2 separate regions of the Lactuca sativa genome follow, and region 1 is linked to region 2. The links are chromatin contacts, called in public Hi-C maps. All regions are on one chromosome and are shown on one strand. The core of a region is the stretch at or near the end of the contact, and the rest is flanking DNA. Distances in the headings are between cores, read along the strand shown. Region 1 holds the start of LOC111896704 (protein BONZAI 1). Region 2 holds the start of LOC111920187 (auxin response factor 2A).

Region 1 (6,378 bases), core at 189-2,688, 610 kb before region 2:
ATTATTTCAAATACATTTTTTTATTTCTATTTAAAGTATTATTTTATAAAAAATAGTTAATACTATTATTCTTATTTATTTTATAAAAAACGTTTCAAAAAAACTTAGATAATAATAGAGTTAGTAATTTTATTTGTATATAATAAAATAGTAAATAAAGTTTAAAAAAATTAGATAATAATAATAATAATAATAATAATGTAATAATTAAATAATAAAGTAATGAAATGATTAGGATATAATAGGCTAATATATAAAGATGTATATAGGGAGTTTATTAGACTAGAGTGGAGTGTCCATAACACCACCCTAAATCTATTTGACATGACTCTTTTGACTATTTTATATTGTTTTTAAATTCATTTTAAATGTATTATATATTTATAATTTATTCTCTTTAGTTATTGTAATTGTAACTATAAAATAATATTTATGACTTTTTTGTTAGGCTTTTCTAAGTACTTTGTTACACATGACACTTTTTTATAATTTTAAATGTAGAACGATGAAATCAAAAATGTTATAAAGATAAACAAAAAGATAAAAATATATAAATAATGTTTTAAAAATAAAATAGATGAAAGTCCAAATGAATAATAAATAAGACGACTATATATGTAATGATACACATAATTCAATGAGATTTCTTATCTACAATTCAAATACCATTTCTTATTCGATACACAATTCAACGATATTGATACATAATTCAGGCTATTTAATCATAACATAAATAATATTTTTTTATAAATAGACCCATCCACTTTCATTTTCAACGTACCAAATTTTGGAAAACAATCTATTTTAAGTAACAACATGAGTTGGTCTAAATATTTTGCCGTCATTTGATGAATTAAATTACGCTATATGTTCATTTATTACTATTAAGATATTTATGTTTATGTATATCATTTATTACTATTAAAATAAGTTATTTCAATAGTGGTCGGTCATTCTCTAATTGTAGTTTTCCTCCTTAAAAAAACTGCCTGCTTGCGGTTGGTTCTTGTGTTCTAATTCTAACATAATACTAATGTATATTTGATTTATCAGTTACATGATAGGCTTAAGATTGTTAAATACAGGCTGATTGATGCTGTCTGGATTTTTTCGTGAAGGTTTGGATAAATTTACATCAAGTGTTTTACTCCTAAAACTCTCTATATTTAAATCTATTTCTATATCTCTATAACTCATGAAGTAAACACATTAAAAATATATACAGGTGACAGGTCTTAGTCTTTTGTTAAATATAAGAAAACATATTTAGCAAGGTTTGTAACTTTTCCAAATCATAGGAATGGTTTTATTAACCAAAATTGTAAAATGAGAAATACCTTAGAGACAATTTATGTAATTTACTCTTTATATTATTTAAAGTAAAAAACATCATTGGTTTAACTCCACCGTTATCTCCTGGAAACCTTCTTGGTCCGGTCGAGGTCTTAAACTAGTAGTACTATTTTCCACTCCAATTCAACATTAAAAAGTCGACCCCCTTTTACCTCACTTGAATTTCCATTTTCATTTTTTCTAAACATCAGCAGCAGCAGCGATGGGCAATTGTTGCTCCGACGTTACCGATGGCAAGGCCGCCGTCGGCGGCTCTCCATATAATCCCGATGCTCCTGGTCCTAATGATGCCGTAGATGTTTTTCTCAAATCTCGTGGTTACCATGGCCTCTTTTCTCAGATCGAGGTACTCTCTCTCTCTCTCTCTCTCTCTCTCTCTCTCATATTTATTTTTCTAATTTCCGATCATTTTTAGGATGACTTTTCTGTTTGCTTACCTGTATTACTTGTTTTGCTTACGTCCAGTGGAGTGTGTAATATTTGACCTATCACGCGTAGTGTAATACATTGTAGAAATGTAGAGTGAAGGTGTTAAGTGTTAAGTGTTAGTTCTTAATTACTCGAGGTTTTTGATCGATGAATCCGTTGACTAGTTTGTTATGTTTCATGCTGGTTTTTGAAAAAGAGGTTCGGACTATGTGCAGGTTTAGATCGAGGGAGGTAATTTTCAGCCCAAAGATGAAGCTATGTCTGTTTTGGGTATTATAGTGTGTAGCAGCATGTAGTTGCTTCCTATAGAAAGGGGACAATGGGCTGGTTTTCAATTTTGATTTTGATGTATCTCCTGATTGTAGAATTTATAACAGCACTACTATTTTAAATTGTAAGCATCGTTTCTAAACAAGTGTTCTTTGATGTTCACTCGTAAGTAAGATAGACATATGGTTAATTATGATTATCAATGTATTGTTGTTATACCTGATAACCTACATATATGTCAAACTGATGTAATTAATTATCAAATTCTTGCAGCTGTCTTTGTCTGCTTCAAACTTGCGTGACATGGATATGTTTTCCAAGGTATGTTCTCATTATTTATGAACACCGATTTAAACATGACTTCATGTACTTATAAATCTATGCATTTTGAGTGAAATATTGATTTGTTTCTTGTTTTTTAGAAGCTGATAAACTTTCTTGCTCTCTAACAAATATATGATTTTATCTATAGAGTGATCCCATGGCAGTTATATATACAAAAGGAAATGATGGCTCATTACAAGAGATTGGTCGTACAGAAATTGTTCTAAATTCATTAAATCCACAGTGGATCACAAAACACACTGTTACCTATCATTTTGAAATGGTTCAAATGCTGTTGTAAGTTCTACTAGGTCAGATTTTCTATTTCATACATGTACATTGATTTTAAATTATATCTAAACAAAATGTCATCTTACATTACAGGTTCAGGGTATATGATGTTGATAGAAAACTCCATGGCCCACAAGTAAAGGTGTAATAAATTATATAATTCTATTATCTATTAACTTTTCTCAAACATTTGACACTCAAAGTTTTATGTTTGTTCTGCAGACACTTAAGTTGGATGAACAACAATTCCTGGGAGAGGCTACTTGTACATTATCCGAGGTATGAACTATGAACTATGAACAATCAATCTTTTTGCTTTTTTAGTTTCTTGGAAATATGATGAAACATCTATGTTGTATATAATTAAAACTGAAATCTGTAAGTTTTGATTTTAATAAAAGATTGATGTTATTTCTATGTAGATAGTCACCAAACCAAATTGGTTGTTGACCATGGATCTTGTGGATGTAATAGAGTCAACCAACACCTCACGTCCAAAAAACAAAGGGAAGCTCAATGTTCATGCAGAAGAAGTTTTTGTGTCCAAGACTACAACTGAGTTAACATTTAGGTGCTCAGATTTAAAGAATATGGATTTCTTCTCCAAAAGTGTATGTACTTCATTCCTTTTTTAATCATTATAATAGAGTAGACTTTCAATTTACTTATTTCATATTGTTTGTTTCAGGATACCTTTTTAGTAATTTCAAAATGTGTGGAGGGTGGGACTACTATTCCAGTTTACAAAACAGAAGTTCTGAAAAATAATTTAAACCCAATTTGGAAACCATTTCTTTTGTACACTTCACAAGTGGGTAGCAAGGTAATAAAATATGTTATCATTCAGTCTCATATATATGCAATATGGAGTCACTTTTTTTTTTATTACTTTTTAATTCTTTTATTTAAATCTATCCAGGACACTCCACTGAGTATTGAGTGCTTCAACTATAATAGTAACGGAAATCACAATCCACTTGGGTAGGAAATCGTTATATTTCTTTATTATTAATTAAAATCGTAATTTTTTTTTTTTTTTTAATATTTTGGGTCATTCAGCAAAGTCCAGAAGTCGCTTGCTGAGTTAGAAAAATTATCTTCTAGTGGTCAGGGAGTGCATATGTTTCCATCACTTGAGAAAGATAATCAGAAAAAGGTTTTAACCACTAATCCATGTATTTATATTTTATATGTTTTTAATTATTCATCTGACTCTATAGATATTATCATGTTTTGCTCTTACCTATTTATAATTTATAATATAATATATACACAGATACTGAAAAGTCAACTCTTTGTGGATAAGTTTTCTGAAAGGGTCCAACATACCTTCCTTGATTACTTGGCTGGTGGCTGTGAATTGAACTTCATGGTGGCTGTTGATTTTACAAGTATTTGTGCTCTTTTTCTACACATACAACTACGATTTTGTTGTCAAACAAACCTACTTACTTACCTCATGTTTTATATAATACTATATTTTTTTTTCTTCAGATTCTAATGGAAATCCACGTCAGCCAGATTCTTTGCATTATATCGATCATTCTGGACGTCCAAATGCATACCAAAAAGTGAGAAGCTACAATTTCTGTTATTTATAGGAAATATAATCACTTGTTAAACAAATAGAAATACAAATAGTAATGATGTTCCACTTGTTTTAGGCAATACTTGAAATTGGTGAAGTGCTTCACTTTTATGATTATGACAAGAAATTTCCTTTATGGGGTTTTGGAGCTCGCCCTTCTGATGGCCCAGTCTCTCATTGCTTCAACCTAAACGGAAGCAGTGTCAACTCAGAGGTGAACCTGAAACTTTTAATTTTTCTTATAAGGGCATTCACGTCTTTTTCTTTCTCACTAAGGAAAGATTTACAGCAATTCTCTTGTCCAATTTGTTGATGATGCTGCTAAGGTTTAACTGTTTTTTTTTTTTTTTTTATTATTATGGAAATTTTAGGTTGAAGGGATTGAAGGTATCATGACAGCATATAGACAGGCTCTTTTTAATGTTTCACTAGCGGGCCCCACCATATTTGGACCTGTGATAAAGGCTGCAGGACTGAGAGCTGGGCAGGCTTTGGCAGCTAATGAGAAGAAGTATTTTGTTCTATTAATCATCACGGTATTCACATACAATTTAACAATTTAACAATTTAACACAATGATAAATATGAAATGAAATACGTTTTCATTTGTTAACAAACAGGATGGAGTCATATCAGATCTCCAAGAAACGAAGGATGCCCTCGTAAAGGCGTCAGATCTTCCATTGTCCATCCTAATCATTGGGGTTGGTGGAGCTGATTTTACGGAGATGGAGGTAGTACAATTTTTTTATTTTTTTTTCTCATACCAAAGGGTAAAACTGTCATTTACTCTACTCACATTCCATGCAGATTTTAGATGCAGATAAAGGTGAAAGTCTCCAAAGCTCAACAGGCCGGCTTGCATCACGCGATATAGTTCAATTTGTTCCTTTCAGGGATGTTATACAAGGTAATAATAAGTCTTCCTTCAATCCTAAATCCTTCTCTTTTGTATGCACTTAAAGAAAATATATATATATATTTTTTTTATTTGAATATGGTAAAAAATAGTTGTGATTTATTTGTTATTTTGCAGGTGGAGAAGTGTCTGTTGCTCAATCCCTTTTAGCAGAATTACCCTCACAATTCTTAACCTACATGAGAAACCGTGATATTCTTCCTTGATACGTACATAACTTAATGAGTGCTTTCTGTCATTTCTGTCTTTGTACAGTTTCATTCCACGTCTTTTTTTTTTTTCTTTAATATTTTGAGGGCGTTGTGATATGAATGGACTTGGTGGATCCAATAAATGTAGTCATTAATTAAATCCATGTTTGTCACATGTATGATAATGTCGTTTCCACTTTGGTCACAATGTGTGTTTAGTTTGACCCCCCGAATCCGCTAGCAAAATGTAAAAAGTTATGGTTGAAATTCAATAGCCTTGTTTTTAAATGATATATGGGCATGAATGGTTGTGATTTGATTTTTTGGCAAAATGACTTCGGAGGATAATAATAAAGTATCGCTTTTGTATAATATGTTTAGTCGTTTTCTTACTTTTTGTCTACGATCTTCAATTAAACTTCTTGTAATAATAACTAGTATATAAATTATGTAACAAAATGATGACTTATACGGATTTTTAATTTTTAAAATGTGATTTAGCATTGCAAAATGCAAGAGTGAAGAGCCTGTTGAATACGAAAATCGTATTGTGTTTGGGTTGGCAGGTCGTGGGTTGACGGGTCAAAATATACCAATCCAAACACGACCCATTTAACTATACAGGTCACAGGTTGGCGGGTTCGTGTGTCAGATTTGGGTTCATATGTCCGTGGGTTGGATCACAACAAATCGATTGTTTATTGCAGTGTGCGTTCGTCGTTCACGTTCAGACGTCGACGTCGTTCGATAATGATTCAATCATTCATGTCGCCGTTATTCGTGAGTTCTTTTTGTCGTTCATCACAGAGGGGAGAGCGAGAGAGGGCATATTCAATTCTATTTGTGAGATACTGAGATTATTTAGGGCAAACGCTAAATGTCAAATGGTCAAATAGTCAATGGTATCGGCCATCGGGTATCCTCTCCTAATATAAAGTATAAATTATATAGTGTATAATATTTAATACATTTAAAAAAATATATAATTTTTTATTACAATTTAAACGGGTTGG
Region 2 (6,864 bases), core at 3,679-6,178:
TGGATAACCAGAAAATTACAAAAACAAATTCATCAACATCCTTTTTGTATGCAATCTGCCTTAAGCAGTTTCAATCAAACTTAAATTCACCAAATCGAACATTTCAGATGTCTTGATTCTTGTTCAACCATATTAATTTTTCTGAAACTCATACAAGAAAGAAGATAAAAAAGAAGGAATCAAAATATTTGACATTTGGTGTATTTATTCAAGATCCGACCAACACAGAAACCAACACGAAATGATTCAATCCAAAACCCAAACGTAAATACAAATGCAAACGAAATAAGAAAATTGATGATTAGAGAAAAAAATCGTTTCCTCACACCGATAGGATCGATATGAAACCCTAACATGGAGTGTGATTAATCAATCATCGACTTTAGATGGCTCCTCCAACAATCGCCGGTGTCGTTGAAACTTGTTAAACGTAGCCGTACAGAGGACTGATACAACCAATTACCCAATCAGTTTTTTTGATTAAGCGAAGGAAATGCTAAATCAAATTACTAATTTTACACGCGCATGGATTTATAGATGTAGGAAAAGGATGAATGAGGAGGAAATGATGAATTACTTCCGGCGCCGACCAAATACAACAATTGCGGAAGCTTTAGGCCCTTCTCTTCTCTAGTTGGCATTTTGCTCCCTCTCTTCGATTCATACTAGCGATGAGAGAGAGAGAGAGAAAGAGAGAGAGAGAGAGAGAGAGAGAAGGACCAATGGAAAAGGCTGGGGTTGCGGTAGATTGAGATTTTATTTTAATTATTTAAATACTAAAATAAACAAAAGAAAATAGAAAAACGAAATGAAAAGGGTAAAATTGACCTTTTAAGTACACTAGGGATCAAAATCACGAAAAACCTTGATTTTAGACCTTCTATACAAGTGAGAAAGTTTTTGGACCCGATCCAAAGGCTTTTGAATACCACTAGGAGCAATCTTGTAGTTTTGTCTAAATTGTCATACAAAATCTATGAAACGTTTTAAACATATTGTAAAAAAAAGTTTATAAATAATTGTATGAAAGTTATAAAAAAATTTGTATAAAAATGTAAAATAAATAAATAAATAAATAAAAACTTGTAAGAAAAAACTAAAACATTTAGAAAATATTTGGTTTAAAAGCCCTTGTATGAAAATTATATGAAAGTATAAAGAAAAGTTTTATATATATATATATATATATATATATATATATATATATAAAAGCAAAGTTTAAAACATTGTATTAGAAAAACCAAGGTTGTAAAAATCGCTCGACGTTATCTAGTCGGTGGACTGGGGTAAAGGAATTAATCGGTTAGGCGGAGATTAATCGGAGGATTAATTGGGGACCATTAATTGCTAATTTGTTAGATTTTAAGAAATTAAATATGACTAATATCATATAAAAGTTTGTAAATGCCACTAATATCATAACAAAATAGGTTAATATGATAAATACAACACTAATCATACCTCAAATAGTTTTTATTGAAATATAAATTCTTCAAAATGTTAAAATTTCATTGGGTTCTACTGTTTCAGTCATTGTGTATGCATGGATTAATCGGTAGGCGCTCTCTAATCGGTCGAGTAGTGCCTAGAGATTAATCGGAGATTAATCGGGATTTTTACAACATTAGAAAAAACTATAGGAAAAAAATATCATAAAAATGTTGTAAGAAATTATAAAAAGTCTTGAGAAATTTATAAAAAAAGTTGTTTAAATTTAGACAACTTTTTTTTTTAACATATTTAACCATTTAACTTGTTAAATGTGTTCACATATTACAATTATTACATGCTATAGTAGGTGACAATGATAATATATGAACACATTTAACAAAGTTAAATGATCAAATGATACAAAAAAGAAAAAAGTTGCCTAAACATGAACAAGACAAAAAAATAATTACCCTCACAAATTATTTTCCCTTGTTAGAAGATAGAAAGTGACTTCAACCAATTTTTCATTTAGCCCTAAAAATGAATATATGGTGGATGGTGGTTAGAAATGAAAATAAGCTCCATAAGAGGGCAAATTTGTCTAGTAGAGATCTTGATTTATCTTCTATTATGTGTCTAGTCTGCGATCAGCGATCAGGAGTTGGAATCGACAAACCATCTTTTTGTTGGGTGCCTCATGGTCGGTGATTTATTGCTTCTTTTGGGTACATGGTGGAATATTGCGATGCAAACTTTTATCTCTATTTGGGATTTGTTTATTTGGTTTTGTTCTCTTAGGATGTCTAAGGTTCATAAAGAGTTTTTGGAAGCCTCTTTTCTTACTTTATGGTAGCATATATATTTGGTGGTTTCATACAGACTGTATTTTTGGTAGATGAACTCCAAAAAAGAGTTTGATGTTTGACCACATTGTTACTCAGTCTTTTCTTTAGGTTAATTTTAGGTGGTGTTGTCTGATTTTTTTTAGGCTAATTTTAGGTGTTGTTGTCTGATTTTCTTTAGGCTAATTTTAGGTGTTGTTGTCTGAACTTAAATTGAGTTGCCTGGTTACAAGATCCAACCCTTGCTATATTGCATGTAATTCTTGTTGGTTTTTGTCTAGCTTCTTGCTAGTTTTATAATATCTTTGTCGTTCGAAAAAAAAGTGACGGATGTCGCACATGAATTGATCTCCACTCATATGCATGTTTTTTTAATTGAGCACGTGTGGTTTATAGTAAATCGGTTAATCTTCAAAAAGAACAAAGAGCCGTGCATAAATGATGATGCAAGAGAGTGCAATCGATCAAAGGTCGCAAAGAGAAAAGGCAAAAGCAATAAAATATTACTCGTATTAAAGAAATCGTTGAAATAGTTGTGTTATCTAATAAAGTAGAGGATTCTAACAAAGATGAAAACAAAGTTTCTATCCAAAAACTAGAAGAAGATTTATCTTTTTTATAAAGAAGAAAGATTTTAAAATTCTAACTAGATGCACACGCAAAATGAATGACAAATGACTATACTACTATTAAAGGTTTTGTAGTGAAATCAAAGCCAAATATAAAGATGTAGTTCGTATTTCTTAATTTCTTAATTATTGTAATTTATGAACAAACTAGCCATGCAAAAATCATGCCCCTAAACAACGAGGTTGTTGTAGTTCGCATATATAAGAAACACAAGTGATTATATTTTCTTGCATTTCAAATAAATCCCACGCTTAGAGAATGTCTCATGATGCCATAATAAATCACATATTAGTGCTACAAGTAAATAAGTTTTTATTGATCAAGACCGAAAGGTCTGCTCATCACTTACCATTCATTTTTTCAGTGTAACGTCAGTTTTTCATCTATTCATTTTTCACTTACCAAAAGCCAGTAAATATCACATTTTACTACTTTTTATCATTATTTTTTTTAAATAAATATATTTATATAAATATTATATTCATTTGGTATGAAATTAAAAACCATGGCTTAAAAAGTATGGTGTTCATGGGTACAATTATCTAAACTAGGGCTGTGCAAAAAACCGCACAAACCGCACAAACCGTCCGCACTGCACCAAACCGCACCGCATAATGCGATTTAGAATTTCGTGGTGCGGTTTGCGGTTCATCATTTTATCAAACCGCACTATATAGTGTGGTTTGCGGTTTGTATTTATAAAACTGCAATTCAAACCGCACCACACCGCATGTTATATATGTACTTTTTTTTTTCTTTACTTTTTTATAAGTTCAAATCACGATTTAGAAATGATGTATATAAATATATTTCTTACAATAACCAAATATCTATAACGTAATATTAAATCACTATTAGATCAAGATCCTATGGTTTACAAAAATATAGCAACTATAACGGCAATATAAAGCAATAACAATGATACTTACAGAACTATAGTAGCATGAGTCACAATTTATTAAAAACGATTTAACTCGAAAATTGTATTTGTTTTTATAAAATGAAAGCAATCAATTTTTTTTAATCTGGTCAGGTTTTTGGTTTTTTGATAGATTTAATGTTGAACAACTCATCAAACCGCACAAACCGCAACTAAACCGCATAAACCGCCCGCATCAAACCGCACCGCATCACGCGGTTTTGAACATCTATGGTGCGGTTTGCGGTTTCTAAAATATTCAAACCACATATGCAGTGCGATTTGCGGTTTTGACTCGAAACCACACCAAACCACACCGCGCACACCCCTAAATTCTAAACCATGCCTCTTTCCCTCTCAAAGCCTTGGTAAATTTTGAAATAAAATTTAACCAATAAAACATTAAAAGCCTCACCGATCATAAATGTGCTCCAAAATACTTAAATCTAAAAGGGGAAGCTACAAATAACCATTTTTATATGATGTTTTGAATAAATAGTATATCTGGTTTTTATAGTAACTAATTTGTCATTTATATGTGAATAATTAGTGTATAGTGTTTTTATTACAACTAACTGATTATTAATATATGACTTGTAATATACTTGTTATTTATACATGTTGCTTGGTTATTTAAATGTAAATAAAACAATTTATTTAAATATGAATAACAAATCAGTTGTAATAAAAATCAGATATACGTTTTTATCTATATATAAATAGTAGCATGATAAAATCTTATATAAATAAACTAAATAATTTGTATTTATATAAAAAAAACTATATATGAATTTATTTTTATAAAAAATAAAAAATCATATGATTTTGATGATTTTTTCTTAAAATAGAATATATATATATATATATATATATATATATATATATATATATATATATATATATATATATATATATATATATATATATATATATATATATATATATATATATATATAACACTAATTTATTCTCGCAATATTTTATTATTATTTTTTACGTTCGTGTTTCAACTTTTGATCATCTGAAAAACATTTAATAATGTTTTATGATATATGATCCCTTATGTGGTGTATCTTCCCTTGACCAAGCATAAAGCCAAAATAAGATGTCGTTTTAGATAATAGATATGGTTCATCATCCCGGGGGAAGAAAACCCGGTCCAAGTTACCGGAAATACCCGGTCACCACTCGGGTGTTGTTAGAATTTGGACCACCGGTTGAAATTACTGCAAACACCAGTTTTGACCTCCAACCAGTCGATGAATATCTTCTTTGCTCTTGGAATTTCCATAACTAAGAGAGAGAAAACTCGTCTGATTGTTGATGTAGACGTGTTGATGAATTTGCTCATTTGATGCTAGTTTGAAGCTGATTTGGCCTGAAATTGTGTTGATCTGTTGTAATTTTTAGGGTTTTGTTGAGAATTATGGGTTTTTAGATTAGAGATCTGTGTTTGGAGGCGCTTATTGTGGTGAAATGACATCTTCAGAGGTTTCAAGCAAAGGTAATAACAGCATGAGAGGAGACAGAGACACGTTTTCTTTGTCTGGTTTTAGCGACAAAAATGATGCGGTAGGTGATTCAAGAGCTGTTACGGCGGTTTCCGGTGCCGGTAAAGGTAGTTGACGGAGTTCTATTATGGAAAATTTTGTTTTGCTTTAAGATTTACGAGTGATGAACTGTTTCTCTCTCTTTTTGTGTGTAGCTGAAGCGGATATGGCTCTTTACAAGGAACTCTGGCGAGCATGTGCTGGTCCGCTCGTCACTGTGCCTCGCGAAAACGAGCTGGTGTTTTATTTTCCTCAAGGACACATCGAACAGGTTCGAATCTGTACCAATTTGTGTAGTTAGCGCTAATTTCTGAAGCTGTTGTGTTCAATTTTACTTTTTCTTACTGCAAACTTACACGGATTTGTGCGTATTAGGTTACGAAAAGGTGACTGTGTACTTGTTTCTGGTCTGTTCGTAATCTGAAGTAATTCTCACGGATTATTTGTTTGTTAGGTCGAGGCGTCAACCAATCAGGTCGCCGAACAACAGATGCCGATGTATAATCTTCCGTCAAAGATCCTTTGCCGTGTTGTTAATGTGCAATTGAAGGTACATATTGTTGAATTTGATGATTTTGCTAGAGGTTTTGTATACCTGGCTGATATTTATTACGTGTTTGAAGGCTGAACAAGACACGGATGAGGTTTTCGCCCAAATAACTCTTATGCCGGAAGCTGATGTGAGTTAGTTTGATGAACGGAGTTGATATTTCATATATATTTGTAACTACTAACGAACTTCTGATACTTGATTAGTTTGTTTTTCTTACTAAATTTTCTTTAACAACAGCAAGATGAAAACGCTGTTAAGAAGGAACCACCACCACCTCCCCAATCCAGATTTCAGGTGCATTCTTTTTGCAAAACGTTGACTGCTTCTGATACAAGCACTCATGGTGGATTTTCAGTTCTGAGACGTCATGCTGATGAATGCCTTCCTCAATTGGTAACAGTCACCCTTCTTCTTGTTACTCCATTCCTTTTTCTGTTACTTATTCCCATTTGTTCATCTGATTCTCACAGGACATGTCAAGACAACCCCCAACACAGGAGCTAGTAGCCAAAGATTTACATGGAACTGAATGGCGCTTCAGACACATATTTCGTGGTAATTAACTAATTACTAACAAGTAACAACATATTCAATCTTGAATCAGATTTTGTATAACTTGATATATGTTTTGGCATGTATAGGTCAACCCCGAAGGCATCTCCTTCAAAGTGGTTGGAGTGTCTTTGTTAGTTCTAAAAGACTCGTAGCTGGTGACGCCTTTATATTCTTAAGGTAATAACAATTAATAATTAACAAATCTCATTTTCTGTTTTCATTTTCCATTTTTGATTCTCTTTTTGCATCTACTATAGAGGTGAGAATGGAGAGCTTCGTGTTGGAGTGAGACGTGCAATGAGACAACAACCAAATGTTCCATCATCTGTCATATCCAGTCACAGTATGCATCTTGGAGTCCTTGCGACAGCCTGGCACGCCATA

What was found. A called contact is a pair of places that touch in the nucleus more often than the background predicts.
Region 1: a Hi-C map of seed shows a contact between it and region 2, with 4 times the contacts expected there. The contact joins the promoter of LOC111896704 here to the promoter of LOC111920187 in region 2. A contact is called at or near these places in 2 of 4 Hi-C or Micro-C datasets (leaf and seed).

What each region holds. Positions count from the first base shown.
Region 1 is chr1:37,402,703-37,409,080 of Lsat_Salinas_v11, reverse strand. LOC111896704 (protein BONZAI 1) reads left to right here and starts at 1,438. Exons shown (of 16, transcript XM_023892681.2): 1 at 1,438-1,699; 2 at 2,326-2,373; 3 at 2,525-2,673; 4 at 2,761-2,809; 5 at 2,890-2,946; 6 at 3,090-3,278; 7 at 3,356-3,490; 8 at 3,587-3,648; 9 at 3,727-3,823; 10 at 3,944-4,058; 11 at 4,162-4,238; 12 at 4,332-4,469; 13 at 4,627-4,791; 14 at 4,876-4,989; 2 more. The coding sequence starts at 1,556. The coding sequence ends at 5,380.
Region 2 is chr1:36,796,094-36,802,957 of Lsat_Salinas_v11, reverse strand. LOC111920187 (auxin response factor 2A) reads left to right here and starts at 4,928. Exons shown (of 12, transcript XM_023915787.3): 1 at 4,928-5,440; 2 at 5,528-5,643; 3 at 5,827-5,922; 4 at 5,996-6,052; 5 at 6,163-6,318; 6 at 6,396-6,480; 7 at 6,567-6,657; 8 at 6,738-6,864. The coding sequence starts at 5,299.